Linked DNA regions of Bicyclus anynana: region 1 is linked to region 2. Evidence: chromatin contacts called from public Hi-C data. All regions are on one chromosome and are shown on one strand. Each heading gives the region's core, a stretch centred on a gene start, on an enhancer-like site or on the middle of the called end of the contact. The rest is flanking DNA. Distances are from core to core; before and after follow the strand shown. Region 1 holds the start of LOC112046675 (fasciculation and elongation protein zeta-2). Region 2 overlaps LOC112046675 (fasciculation and elongation protein zeta-2).

Evidence for each region. A called contact is a pair of places that touch in the nucleus more often than the background predicts.
Region 1: a contact with region 2 is called in a Hi-C map of whole body, with 2.5 times the contacts expected there. The contact joins the promoter of LOC112046675 here to the enhancer-like site in region 2. A contact is called at or near these places in 2 of 2 Hi-C or Micro-C datasets (whole body and whole larva).

What each region holds. Positions count from the first base shown.
Region 1 is chr16:4,982,334-4,989,706 of ilBicAnyn1.1, reverse strand. It overlaps LOC112046675 (fasciculation and elongation protein zeta-2), which reads left to right and starts at 2,342. Exons shown (of 8, transcript XM_024083393.2): 1 at 2,342-2,835. The coding sequence starts at 2,426.
Region 2 is chr16:4,946,903-4,954,777 of ilBicAnyn1.1, reverse strand. The region is part of intron 1 of LOC112046675 (fasciculation and elongation protein zeta-2); the gene reads left to right. Among protein-coding and RNA genes, the nearest start is that of LOC112046675, 37 kb to the left of the region's middle. Within about 2 kb of position 5,742, at least 1 of the 8 cell types and tissues checked has open chromatin away from gene starts, as enhancers often do.

The DNA of each region.
Region 1 (7,373 bases), core at 1,093-3,592, 38 kb before region 2:
AAACTGCTAGTTTAGTATAAGATATGTATGAAATTTAAGCTCATTTTCTTTAGAAAATGGCAGAAAATTTTGTTCGTGAATTTGGGTGCGATACTAGTCCTTATGTATTTAGTCTGAGCTTTGTTAGATGTCAAAGTAATTTTTTTATTAAATTAGATTATAAAAGCTCGAAAGTGCTAGAATTCAGAGCAGTAAAGCTAGTAAAAAATGTAATTATAATTTTTAAATTCGACTGTTTTCGAATTTTTCGTAAACATTGGTAAACAGTAAAAAAACAAAAATATGATGATTGTGATGTGATGTGTGATCTTTAAATTATAGGCAAATCCCGATCTTGCAGAATAGTAAGAATTTCTAGTCTATAGTGATCTGTGGTAAGAATTAACTTTTGCTAAGTACAGGTAGGTAGTGAGATTAGAGGTTGCATAATAATAAAATATTAATCTATGTCCTGCCTAATAAAATGTATATCTTTGTAGTAGAGTACATAATCGTACCTACATTATAATTCATCGATGTACATACATAGTGGATAAGTGTATGTAGGAGGATAAGGAAGTGCACCACCACCTCAACACTCCAACTTTCAACTTTTGCGGTACCCTCTGTTGATTAACGAACGAGGCTCTCACGACCGGCAAATGGCGGTATAGCCGTTCTAAAACCAGACTGAGGTAAATGTTACAGGCCGGTGTCGGCCAGCAGCGACTTTTGCAATCAGTCTGGCACTGCGATGACCAACCCGCCTACCCAGCGTGGTCACTAATAGCAATTCTTCCGATGAGAAACGCCAACACATGAAGGCCCGGTTCCCGGTCGCACTGCTCTTCCCGACTGCGGTAGCGGTCGAGGTCACGGCAGGGCAGGGGGTGCTAAGAATCTCCAGGCTTGGAGAGCTACCATCTTAATCTACTAGTTATGGTTACGTATAATACCAGGACAGTGAGAACAGACAAAAGCTTAGCCGAAATATTAGTGGAGTTGGAACAAATCAAGTTCATTTTGGGGCTATCAGAAATGCGAAGAGAAGGTGAGGGCACAGTAACTTAAGAATCAGGTCACATTGTTCACTATCGTGAAGGCGTTAAAACGTCTCAAAGCGGAGTGGGCTTCCTGGTAAAGAAAATCCTCGCAAATAACATCGTTGAGTGTGTCGACAAGAATTGCATGTCATACTGAGCTTAAACCAACGGTACTCGTTTACAATAATACAAGTATATGCAACCACGTCGATACACTCGGACAAAAAAGTTGAAGTCCTTTGTGATGGACATTTCGAAGGCTCTAGTCTTCAAACGATACGACTAAGTTCTATTTCACGACGGTTATGACTTTAATGCAAAATTGGGAGTGCAAGAATGTGGTGAATCTAAAGTAGGGCAGTTCTTCTTGATTCATTTCAGCGATTCCAGGTCGATTGGCGCTTTAAACAAGTTTTGAAATTTTGGTAAGACCCTGCAGCAATGACTGTCTAAGTTCAAGTCCCTCGATCGCATTCAATACCAATTCGAAAAGGGAGGAGATTTTCTATCCCCGATACTCTTTACTTGTGCTCTCGAAAATGTATTCAAGGTTATGGCCTGGAAATGTCAGGGCGTCAACATAAACGATGTACATACATAGTGAAATGTATTCGCATACATTTCACACTTGCGTTTTGCAGACGACATAGTACTATTGGTAGAATCGCTGCAAGCTCTTCGGCAATGCTGACAGACCTTACTGTTCCTCCAAATAAGTGGATTTATTAATGAATATTGACAAAAACCAAAATCACTGAGTGACACTGACGGTTGGCTTTATCCACAAATTGAAAGTCGCGCGACCTATGTCAGGAGTCTCTCTGAAGGACAAAATCCGAAACGAGGAAGTCCGTAGGAGAACCAAATAAATAGACAAAGCCCAAAGGATTAGCAAACTGAAGCGGCAGTGGATGGGCCATATTTGTCGCAGAGCAGATGGTCGCTGGGGTAGACCTGTCCTGGAGTGGAGACCACGTACCAGCAAGAGCACTGTAGACGCCTTCCAGCCTGATGGTCCGACGGTATTAATAATGTATGGGCAGCGACTCGATGAGGAAGGGAAAGGATCGTATGTGGTGGCGCGTTCTCAGAAAGGCTTATGTCCAGCTGTGGACGGATACTAACAGACTGTGATGATGACCTACCTAGTTTATTAATTTGAAATTTTCACGCATTCCCTTATTGGATTTAGTGAAGTGTGATTAGAGCTTAATAGCGTTATTACTTAGACCCAATTTTGTTGCACGGATGTCTACAATGCAGTTAAGTTTGTATTGCACTCTCGCGGAGATCCATGCGCGACACAGCCGATACAGTTGGCACAGTTGACTGAGTCGGCCGCTGCTGAGCGCAGCGCAGTCGGCAGTGTTCGCGCGATAATCGACGCGTTTGGACGTACGGTCATGCGAGAATCGGCTGGCAGGATGGCCGAACTACAGTTCGAGGCGCCGCTCGCGCAAATCGAGGAGGCGGACGACTGTCTATCCACGGCGGACTATCCGCAGAAGACCATAAACGGCAACGACATACTACTAAATAATTTGAACAATCTCAAAAGTGACATCGCGAAAATGAAAACCGACTCCAATAAAATCAACGATAATGACGAACCGAAACCGGTGAAGTGTAAACAGGACAATATGCAGAACGGTGAGGGAGACAACTTCACGGAGACTTTCTCCGGCTCGCTCGAAGATCTGGTGAACACTTTCGACGAGAAGATAACCAAGTGTTTCGGGAATTACGAGGAAAGCGTGGAAAAGCTGGCCCCGGTGCAGGTTCGCTCGCAGGAGGAAATTATGAACGAGTGCCAGTGAGTATCAATTACCACTAAATACCTAAATTACTAATTGGAGCACACGATTGTGATATCATCGATTTAGTCATGTCCAATAAACATACAAGAACATAATGCATACATCTTTCTAAACAATAATCTTGATCCTGTAATGCTTATTTCAAGAAATAAATATTACCCATTGCGTGTTTTTAAATACATATAAATGTATTTTTAAGATTATCTCAAGTCTCAGATTTGTCGAAGCATAAACAAAAAGGGCGGGCTTTGCGCATGGCTTTGGTGGTCGCGGGATCGATCGATGTTTTAGTTGGGGGTGTTGAAGAGGGTGCGTGGAGGGGTAGTGATGACGCATCCCGACCCGCCCTGCCTTGTCGACCCATACCCCACGATTAAATGTCGCACGCGACCAGCCACTGACCTTTTACGACACAATTATGCCAAGCGTAACCGATGGATGCCCTATTTGTTAATGTTAACCATATCTACGATGTCTTTTATTAAATTACAAGGTTCATAATGTCTATGTATGAATCTATTATCACACAACATATTCGTGTATTCAACCTTCATAATCATACTGTGGAATATGTCTATCAACGCACGTCTTACTAATATTGTAAACGCGAAAGTTTGTATGGATGTTTGTTACTCTTTAACGCCGCAACGCCTGATCGGATTTGGCTGAAATTAAAAACTAAGATAGATAATACCCTGGATTGCCACATAGACTACTTTTCATCCCGGAAAAATCCTTGTTTCCCGGGGTGTTGGTGAATAACTGAATTCCACGCGGACGAAGTCGCGGGCGCTAGCTAGTAATATTGTATTCGTGTATGTATAAAAACAATTTTTCCAAAAAAATGGGTAGCGTAATTTAAGTTTTCCTAATTCAGCACAATTTATACCAAGTTCAAGTCCGATAATGTTTCTCTTTAAATATTTTGTTATCATCTTTAATAGAAAAAAATCATATCATAAATTCGGTATATTTTATTACATAACCTTGAGCTTTAAATAAGAACTTATACTTGAACGCACAGCAACAAAATACGCTTCACCGCAGAATCTTTGATACCTACCTTGTGCAAGTCTTTGGATAAAAAACGTCGTTTCATAAATAGCCCGAAGAAGCTTCAGCTATAAACGCAGACTAGACAGTCTACACATTCAAAAGACTTCATACAATACAGCTCTGAGCTCATGGTCACACTCGCTCGGTCTTTCTCATTTATGAGAATCTGAACATAATGGCGAAACCCCCACATCTCTCTATTGTTTACAGTAAACAGCTTTTTGCTGTTACTTTTATCTTTCACTCATGGGAAGGTGATTGTGTATCCCTTGCAAGGTTTTCTACCATGTATGAAATTCATTATCATACGCATATTTAATGACTATCATTAATATTTTTTCAACTCATACATGCATAGGATAGTGTGGTGTTTGATGCTTTTACAACTTGAGTTTTGGTTTTGCCTTGCTCAGGTGGTTGAGGTTTCGGACGCTGCATCGGTGCTTCGGCATTGTGGTGTGTGGCACCCGGTTTTTTTTTCTTTCTTTTCCTTGGCATGTCCATCATAACAGCAAAACGTTTCTTAGAATTGGCTTATCAGTCTTTGAAAACATCTTCATCAGTTTTTGAAAACACTCATCATAAATGGTCCATTCGTGTAGCAGCAACGATTTAAAACACGTCAAATTTGTAATACCTCTCTTTTTAAGTTGGGTGTTGATAATAGGGTGTCCTTAACAGAATATAGAACACTTCCAAAGTTACATAGATTACGTGAAACATGAAAGCTATTATTTCTTAAAACCAGCATTTGTTTTAGTGACAAACCGAACTTTTGGAACCGTTCCAGATGACCCGAATACCCTCAATGTGGACGAATATAAAATTTAACAGTTTGCGAAAATCTGAAGGATAACCTGCATTTTGTGAATACAATAACATCGTTCGGTAAACAATTAACCCATTTTTTTAATTGGTAACAGATGCTCGTCAATAAAATATACAGTTACGTGAAATCTTGGAGTAATAAATTACCTAAGTACACAAACAAAACGTCAAATTGTTTTCGCTTTCCAGGTCTAAATTGAATGCCAAAAATATAAACTAGAGATAATGCTATGCCCTTTGGTTTCACTCGTACATAAACCAATAGTCTAGTTGACACATTTGTATATAAAGATCCTTAATTGTTCATAAACGTTCTACTAGATTGAAAAAAAAAAGATTATATTTTTTTGAGACACGAGTACATAAAACTTTTAATTTTGAAATATTATTTTACAGTAAGAGCAAAAACGCTATCGAACATGGTGGTCTATATTTTATTTGTGTCATGACGTCACGTAAACATTAAACTGTTTAATATTATAAAGCAAAAAAATTGGACATTGGCATGCTGTATGACGTTTATTTCTGTATTGACATCAAGTAACATCGTGACGTCGCAAAATGGACGACGGCGATTTTTACGTTTGAAAAAATTAAAAAATACGTAGGTAGTTTTTAAATTGAGTTTTCTATGAAATCCTTACCTTACCTTATCAGCCGATAGACGTCCACTGCTGGACATAGGCCTCTTGCATGGACCTCCAAGCACAACGATCTCGAGCCGCCAGCATCCAGCGGCTCCCTGCAACCCGCTTGATATCCTCGGTGACACCCCTTGCCCCGCCGTTACCACGACCGCTGCCAGAGCCGGGAATAGCGGGGCCACCGGGGACTAGGGGCTGCTTCTTTTTAGATTTGTCCATGAAGGTTAATGCCCGTAAAATGACCACGCTGGGCATGCGGGTTGGTCATTCGCAGCGCTGGATTTTCCGCAACCGGTGTCGCTGCTGCCCGACACCGGCCTGTGCCATTTATGAAAATCCAGCCAGTTAGGAATGGTTATACCGCCATTGATCGGCCAATCGGTCGGTAAATCCTTAACTTATATTAATTAATCTATACGAATATTATAAAGCTGAAGAGTTTGTTTGATTGAACGCGCTAATATCAGGGACTACTGGTCCGATTGAAAAATTCTTTCAGTGTTAGATAGCCCATTTATCGAGGAAGGCTAGACTATATATTATCCCCGTATTCCTACGGTAACAGGAACCGCGTGAGTGAAACCGGGCGGCGTCAGCTAGTATCCATATATTTCTAACCTTTAATCCGTGTATTATACGAAATTAATATTGTTTATAATAAATTTGATATGATTCAAATACCCTACTACTGCTATCCGGCGTTGAGATAATTTTTCAATCGATCAATTAGTTCTTCGAGATCAGTGCGTTCAAACGTTGGATTTTTTTGTATCGATAAATCGAAGCTACAATCTGCTTAGATACAACAGGTGCATTGCGTTGATTCCCGCAGTGATTCGTGGCGGTGCAGTGTGCGCAGATGTTGCGTCCACCTTTTATGACAGACAAGAACACCTTGCCGAATATTTTATGACCACAGACTGCAAAATGTGCATCCGTGAAATTCTTTTAAAATGATATTAAAACTACCTACTTATATTGACTAACTTAAACTAAAAAAAAATAAATATACCAACAAACAAATTAGAAATTAATGTAGAAAACGCATGTCATTTCATAACTTATTTAATTAAATTATGTATTGTTTGTTTATAAAGTGTTATTCAAAATATTAAAAAATAAGTAAAATAATTATTGTTTTAATCTTGTTAATCGTATTTATTTTAATTACTTTAAGAACAAGTTAATTATAATTATTATTAGGTGTGAAATGACTCGATTTACACTATCATTTTTAATTTGTTTGTTAGTAAACAGTGCACATCTTGTTACTATCTAGCATTTAGTAAAGTTCGATAGCACTAGAATCAGCCTAGAGGTAACACTATGGTATAGAACGATGCTAAAAATCTGCAGAATATATTGGTGAAAGAAAACTTATATTACATACATTATTCACCACAGAGTTGCTATGCATGATGTGGCGCCATGTATTAACAACTATCGCGGCACACGACCCACGTCCGTCTCGATGCAGTTCCTTTTGAATACAAATTACTTCTACTATCATATTTGCATTTGCAACGTATATTGTTACCGGCAATTTTTTTATTTAATGTATCTAAATTGCTTGATTTGTTTATTGTATTTAACCTGCCTGCTATTGAAACAACGTGGTAGGTCTAAGCATCAAGACTCATCATCATCATCATCATCATCATCATCATCATCATCATCATCATCATCATCATCATTATTATCATCATCATCATCATCATCATCATCATCATCCATCATCATCATCATCATCATCATCATCATCCATCATCATTAACAGCTGATGGACGTCCACTGGCATAATCTCTTGCATGGACTTCCAAATACAACGGTCGAGCCGCCAGCATTCTGCGGCTCAACCCGCTTAATGTCTTGATGTGATGATGGTGTCCTCGGTCCACCTAGTCGGTCGACCAACACTGCGCTTTCCGGTTCAGGGTCACCATTCCAGCACCTTGGAACCCAAACGTTTATCGGTACGATACATCCAGACTATACTTAAGCGAATG
Region 2 (7,875 bases), core at 4,493-6,992:
GTATTGCGCAGTTCACAATATGCACACAGATAACATTTATTTACATATTAGATTAATAAAATATTCATGGAGGAAGTACTTACATATGAATTGAACTACCAGGCTATAACATTCCTTGGACAAACTTACAACGATTGACCAATTTATTAAAAAAAAAATATATGTAAATGAACTACTTTACTTGGTTAGATAAATATACATTTCCGCCAAACTACTCTCATATATTCATTGTAATGTTATTTCACAGGGTGCACCTCGATGCCCAAATCTCTTTATTAGTGTCACAGACAAATGACGTAATTTTACCTATCAAAAATCGTTATCTTACCGACAATATTATTATAGTACATACCCACTTCCTGACTAGTCAACAGTCACGATGACAGGTAATGCGTGATTTGTTATGAATACAATGACAATAAGGCAGAATACAGCTCATATTTTTGAATAATTAATGCCTATTTAACAATGGAAGAGGATTTTTTCAAAGCAACATGCATTGACTGCGATCTCTGTGGATGTGAATGATTAATCAGAATCAGTTTGAGTAACACTAGCCTAGATAAGCATCACACCATCATACTACGAGTGAGTAGAAAAAAGACTAGGTACGTTATTTTTGGATTTCTACGAAGTGAACTTAGCTTAATCAGAGTGTCTCAGGGTTCTTACTATTAGTAATGAAAACAAATAGGCCTACTTTTATTTGTTTAGGACTGTGTAAGCAGCCGAATTCTTTTAAAAAGCTAACCAGAAATTTTCGGCCCGTTAAGGTTTCAATAGTAAGTGGCCCACCAGGTGGAATGACGACATCAAGTGAGTCGCAGGGATTCGCTGGATATAGGCTCAGGATTGTGACTTTTGGAAATCCCTACAAAATAGCTATGACCGGCAGTGGACGTACATTGACTGATATGATGATGATGATGATGATGATGATGATGATGATAATTATGAAGGATATTAAGCAGCTTTAAATAGCTGATCACGTCTAGTTCAGATAAATTTTGCAGTATGAAAGGTGTTAATCTTTACATGCATCGATGTTTATATGGCTCTTAATAAAGCTGTTTGTTTAATTTTAATATTGAATTACTTAATTTAGAAGTTAGGCTTAAGTCTGTATGGTGGTTTTTCTGATAAGACAAATATGATCGGTTAGCCAATGTATCGGGGATTCAAAAATGAAAATTTAAACTTGACAATTAACCCTTTTCAACTGGTAAAAGAAGTTACGATGAACATTAAAATCAAGTTACTCGTAAGTCAGATCGACATGTTACCTTGTTAACCTTCACCGTATTATGTAATAACCAATTTATATTAAAAAATGCGTCTGAAAAATGTGGATACTATAAAGAAAGAGTGGTTTCGACATCTTGGCGTCTTGGAGGTCGAGTATTACATACTTGACTTATACTTATTACCACCTACATAAAGGTCTCCATAGCAAGTTACATAATTTACGTAAAAAAATAATGTTATGTTACATATCAATGGAAATGCAAATTAAAATATAAATTCTTACATAACCATCACCAACACATTCATAGGTAAGTACATGCATTATATAGCTCAAACATTATTCTTAAGCTACACGTAATTCTACGTTTTAGATTGAGAAAAACATCCTGGAATAACTGAATAATAAATCTTTGATAATATCGAGCTGAAGAATACATAGTTTACTTGTGTACCTTTTTCATTTTCATATTAAACCCGACAATATAATATATGTGTTTGGTACCTACTCTAATCTGTTATTTTGTTAATTTTTTGAAATTCTTGAAATAAATTTGTATTTAAAGCACTATATGAAACTAAGTCATTTAATATTTTTTAAATTGTGATAAATTCTGTTTGCCCAATACAGAAAATGATGGCTTTTACTTGTAACTGTTCTGTTTCTTCAAAAATTATCTGGCAAATTAAATAATGGCTAACATCTACTAGATTAGAAGGCCGACTTCGTATTTACTCGACAGCTATTTGATTTGATTAAATAATATTTGAACAGCTATTTGACTGATAGTTGAGATGCTATGTGGGAGGTATGACCTTACGTGGGTAGAAAAATACAAAAAAGTCATGTTAGTAAGAATCTTCTTAATAATATTGTGTAATATTGTGTTACACAATAATATAAAGAAGATTGTTACACTTGATTTTTTTTAAGACACATATTGCATCTACAGTTTTGCAATTCATCTAATTTAAGTATAGGTAATTAAATATTTAGACAAAGTTGGTGTATAGTCACATCTATCTAACCCATAAACATTTTCAACCATTTTTGCAGACTGTTAAAAATTTGTTGGAAGTATGTTTAAGTTTTTTCAATCCGTCCGGGCTTCCCCGAATGTGTCATAGTTAAAGGGGCGTCAAGGGAGCGGTTTTAAACCTTCAAGCCTTTGAGCAGCGAATTAGCGATGTCAATACGATTCGTGCATCATACTTCGATCAGAGGACTCGCTGGTGTTGGTGATCAGAGGACTCACTGCTGGTCCTGGTTCTAAGCTCCAAATTCCGGGGTCATTGCTCCTTTTCCTGGTTCAGTCAGATTATAAAGATGACCCTAATTTATCATAAGAAGAAGGACTGCTTGTTATGTCAACTATTTTTGTACTATAAAAAGTCATGCCTTAAACAGATATCCTTACCGTCGGTAAATTAATCATATTGCGTAGTTGTTGCGTAGCTTAACTGGACAATGAAGTACCAAGATCTATACGATAACAAGTAACGAAACAAGAATAAGAATCGATATCAAGATAATACGATCAGACAGACGTCATTAGCAAGGAGGAATAATGATTTACAAGTATAAAGTTATACATTCTGTTATAGTTTTTATCGTAATTCCCAGAACCCCAGGGCAAAGTTTGGCAGTCAGTATGCAAAATCCTTTTCTGTCTTTCACAATGCGTTTCAATTCATCCAACTCGCTTGCCTATTAGCTTTGCTTCCACGATTAATCTTGGAAACGAGAACTGAAGCTCAGTTTAATCTCAGTTTCTTTGTGTAATCTATCGGTTTTTTAAAAGGCCTGTTTAGGGATCTGTACGATCGCAGATTTATCTATAAAAAAAACCGCTTTGCAATGCTTTGCAGTATAAGGGATTTGTGTTTACATAAAAAGAGAAATTGCAATATGTAGATATGATATTGCAAGTGATTAGACATAACAAAGTGCAAAATCTTGTTTGATATGAATAGAGAGTGTTTTGTTAATTCTTTTTATCAGGTATTTTAATTCATCATCATTGTCATCCTGTTTTAATGACCCACTAGTCCCTACTAGAATAGAAAGCTTAATCCATCCATCACGCTGCTTCATCGCAATTTGAATTGAATGCGGGTTGACAGGTGATAATGATTGTCTTTTTAACGGCTACTATCAGATGTTAATGATAATTATAGGACCGACTTCTTAACGTGCTCTTCGAGGTATAGGGGCAGTCCTATTTATACTTATTAAATCCAAGGAAACGTAATATTTAAAATGTGTATTTGTTTAAGTTAGTTACTCAGTGTTATTCTACTTGAGAAAAGTAAATAGTTCATCGTATGTTTGACACGACGAGTATCTTGGGTGTGGCAAAGGCCGTATGCTAATGCAAGTACTGGTCGTATCGTAATTCGTGTTTGACTTGACAAGTGGTCTGCATGTACCAACCGGACGACACTTTTACTCTCAATGGCTACTCTTTTAAATATACTGGTTATTTTGACACATATAGATACAACACCAACTCCTACTGTCACATGTCTATCAATATGTTTAATTCTTCTATATCGTACCTGTATCAAAAAATTCAATTACATAAACTGGTCTATTACGAAGAAGTTTTATATTGTTAAGACCCTTTCTAATCTCGATATGAGTGAAAGTATTAAAATAATAGACACTAGTCCGTACGAATAAAGGGATATTAAATAGCCTATAGCCTTCCTCGATAAATCTAACATTGAAAGAATTTTTCAAATCGGACCAGTAGTTCTTGAGATTAGCGCGTTCAAACAAATAAACAAACTCTTCAGCTTTATAATATTAGTATAATATGTTATGTCAAAAATATGCATGTTAATATTTATTTTTCTGTTTCAGGTAAGTATTATTATGAAGATTTAAAGGAAATACGTAAGTAAAGGCACATTAGAGTGGAAGTAACAGAATTTATCTAAAAATATAACTACATAAGCAGTTTCCATAAATCCAATTACTTCGATTCCTAGTTTATATAATTGGATATTCAAAAAATTAGTGGTTAGAAAGCGGTTCATAGTTAAGTATAGGTAGGTGCTATTGAGGCATTTAACCGTACACTCGGTTTCCACCGCGTCATCCAATTAGATGGGATCTAAACACGAGAGATTCATTAAAAAAAGGAATAAAAAATAAACCAAACGAAACCGGAGTCATTAATCAAGCCGTATGGCGTCCATTGAAACACCCGAGTTACCACTTCCCATACTAATAAATTGATAGATTTATAAACAAAACAAAAAGTAATCGATACTGTTCTATTGAAAATATATTTAGAACAATCTTTCAATTTTCACACTCGTAGTCGTAATGTGGGTATTTCTTACTTTGAATAATTTCCATCAGCAACCTGCATCCCTACGTAGTAAATTAGGTCTTGGACTCGTACAAAGCGTTTTAGCTTCTTAGATTATGGTTATTATTTCATTTCGATGATTAATTCGTTTCATTATTGGTTTTTATTTCTAATTTTCACTGCAAAATAGCAGTTTCTGTACCAGCTACAATGTGTCTTCAAGTCAAGAGTGAAAAAGCACATCATCTAGGCGTACTCGTATCCTGCATCTTCCTTACTATTAGGTATTATTGCAGCCAAGCGTTTGTTTATACCGAGGCCCTTTAGTTGTCTGATCTCTGATACTTTCACGCTATTCTACTCTAAGCTACTATCTGTCTCTTTCTCTCGTCAATTAACTGTTTACGGTTTTTGTTTTAACTCTTTTGGTTAAATGATAGTATGAGCAAGCATTTCTTCCTCTTTGACTCTTTTCAGTAGAACTTGTCGATACTATTGTCTACGTGATTAAAATTATAAGAATTGTAATCACGTAGACAATAGTATCGACTTTATTGATGAAATCATCTATAATTTTTTCTTGACAAGTAGTTGATCTTAGTGTCAAAACTAATTAACATTATGTTTGGTTTCACGTTCTGCGAACGTGAAAGGTACATCAATAGGAAATTTGATCTTAATTAACTAAGTAAGAAGAAGAGACTCTTAATTCGGTAGATTTTTTCATAACATCATTTAGGTATGATAATATAATATTCTATAGGATTGTTGATGATCCAATAATGTTCTTCGTTGTAACTGAAGGTCCAATTAAAGTCCCAGTCTGGTGAAACAGATACTTAAACATATTTCATTTATAAGCATTTGTAACAAGATTAAATGTGACCCACAATCATTTGTATAAGTCAAGGTATTTATTTATACGATAGAAACTAAATATGTGCCAACATTATCTGTTTTATTACTATATCGATGTACTAGTCCAGTGTTATGATATTCATCAGTAATTTATAAAGTATGAACATCAATGTCTGTAGCTTTATTTGATTTCTCTATTTCAGAAAAGTAAAGTTAAAATATAACTCGATCGTTAAAATTTTAACGCGGAAATGGGTAACAGGTCCCGTGCGTTACCTGCTTACCGGATCGGGCACCGCACCTGCTTTCCACAAAAAAATGTACACAAACCGATCTATTTTCGAGACCACTCCTGTTACGCCGACATAGAGGCAATGAACCGTGAATTATTACTTAGATGTCATGTTTTTTTAATATCTAAAAAAAGATTCATGCACAGTATCTATTTTAGAAGCGCATGATTCAATAGGATAACACGATTTACCGAGAATTTCTTTCTAATACTAAAGCCATATGATGTGCACTGTTTACCAAGATACAAATTAGAAATGACGGTAAAAAACGCATGTCATTTCATAACTTATGTATTATAAAATGTTATTCAAAATATATTTACTGTATCTAATTGTTCTACGCTTAATGAAAATAATGTATTTTTATTATAATGTATTGTAGAAAAAATATATCCCCCGCAGTATAAATTTCGATCGCGACTTACTGATGAATATTTCCAGGATATTACAATTTCACTCCAAACTTCAGACAGATAATAATCAGCAACAAAAAATGTAATTTTTCTCATTGATAAGTAAATAAAATACCTTTGTAATGTCCGTAATTACCTTTGTTTAGTAAATGTTTTTTTTTAAATGTCATTTCTTAAAATGGACCCCGAGCGAAACTAATTGGTGACCCCTGTACTAAAGTATGAGATAGGTATTTTGTAGTGGCCCCATTCACGCTCCGGCTAGAGACATCGCTCAGCAAAAAAAAAAAAAACTCGGAGACTGATATAAAATTCTAATTTTGAATCCCCCCCGCCTTTTCTTAATGGGACACCATCGCTGTTGTATATCACACGACGTGGTTTTTTATGGCGACACATTTAGCTGCGTTTTATTAGGTTCTTTATAATCGTCGGATTTATCGTGACTTCAAATTACTTGGTAAACTACATTAATTTAGATTAGATCTCGTGATCTCAAGTGGCGATGGCGTCAAAGTAGTTACTACCTATCTCTCGACTCGACTGACTAAACTACTTGTTCTACTTAATACATTGAATGTAAAAGACTTTATTACCGTTATAGTTATAAGAGATAAATGATGCATTTTTTTTGACTTATTTTGATTAATCGAATGATTAAACATGAAACTTTTTATAGATAAGTCATTCGTCCAAATAAGTTGGTTAAAATGTTTAGTATTTTAACATAAATAACTTATTATACTTCTGATTCTTATTTAAATTGTTTTTTTAATGATTTATAAGCAATGTACGTTACAAAATAAATTGGCGTAATGACCAAAGGTTAAATCTGCTATCAATCGAATGTCTGAAGCCCGGCTGTGGTAGCAATTGATTGAAGTCGCTATACAAGAGTTCAAGCATTTAAGATAATAAGGTCACAGATATCAAATATCATAGGTAATTATTTTGAAAAACCCAATAAATGTTGAGTTTCTTTAAAGTATGATATTTAATTATCGATCTAATTGATTTGCTGCTGATGCAAAAATAAAGCTAAAAACTTTGGGATACTGCCTAGTGCCTAGCTATTAATAATTTATTTTACAAACGGATAATGAACATTGAAGAAGTTAAAATTTAATAAAATACTCATAACGAAGCCAACAAAAAGATGACATAAGAAAGATCTTTTTATAGAAATCAGCAGAATTTTATTATTCATAAGTACTCGTAGTTCCTATATTATGAACTTTTGCAAAGTAGTGGCTTTTTATAAGCCTCATTTCATTTTACTATAATTAGAAATCTCAATTGACTAACTCGAATTGATAGAAGTAGGTCACAAGCAAGGATTCATACTCGGTAGTTATGACAACCCTCCACGAATCAATAGCGCATACACGATGTTAATAAATGATGAACCGCCGACTGAATACATTCAGAGATGCTACTATCGTGTTATTGAGCATCGTTTAAGAAGAGTAACGTGACTGTTAAGGTATGTATGTTTAGTTATATACAAGAATAATATGATGACTGACTGAATAACAAACAGATTTTCAAAGTCCAGCTGCTGAGCTAGCTAAAATCACATAAATTTGAATACGGGGTCATTTTAGAGAGTAGGCTTGCACTAATGAAGGATTTTTGAAAATTTACCCATTAATTAATCTATCCGAAGGTCAAGCTTCCCTTCTTAAACTCGTAGCAGAGGGTATTTAAAATTCCGATTCACCACAAGCTTTTGCTTCTGCTTTGGGACTT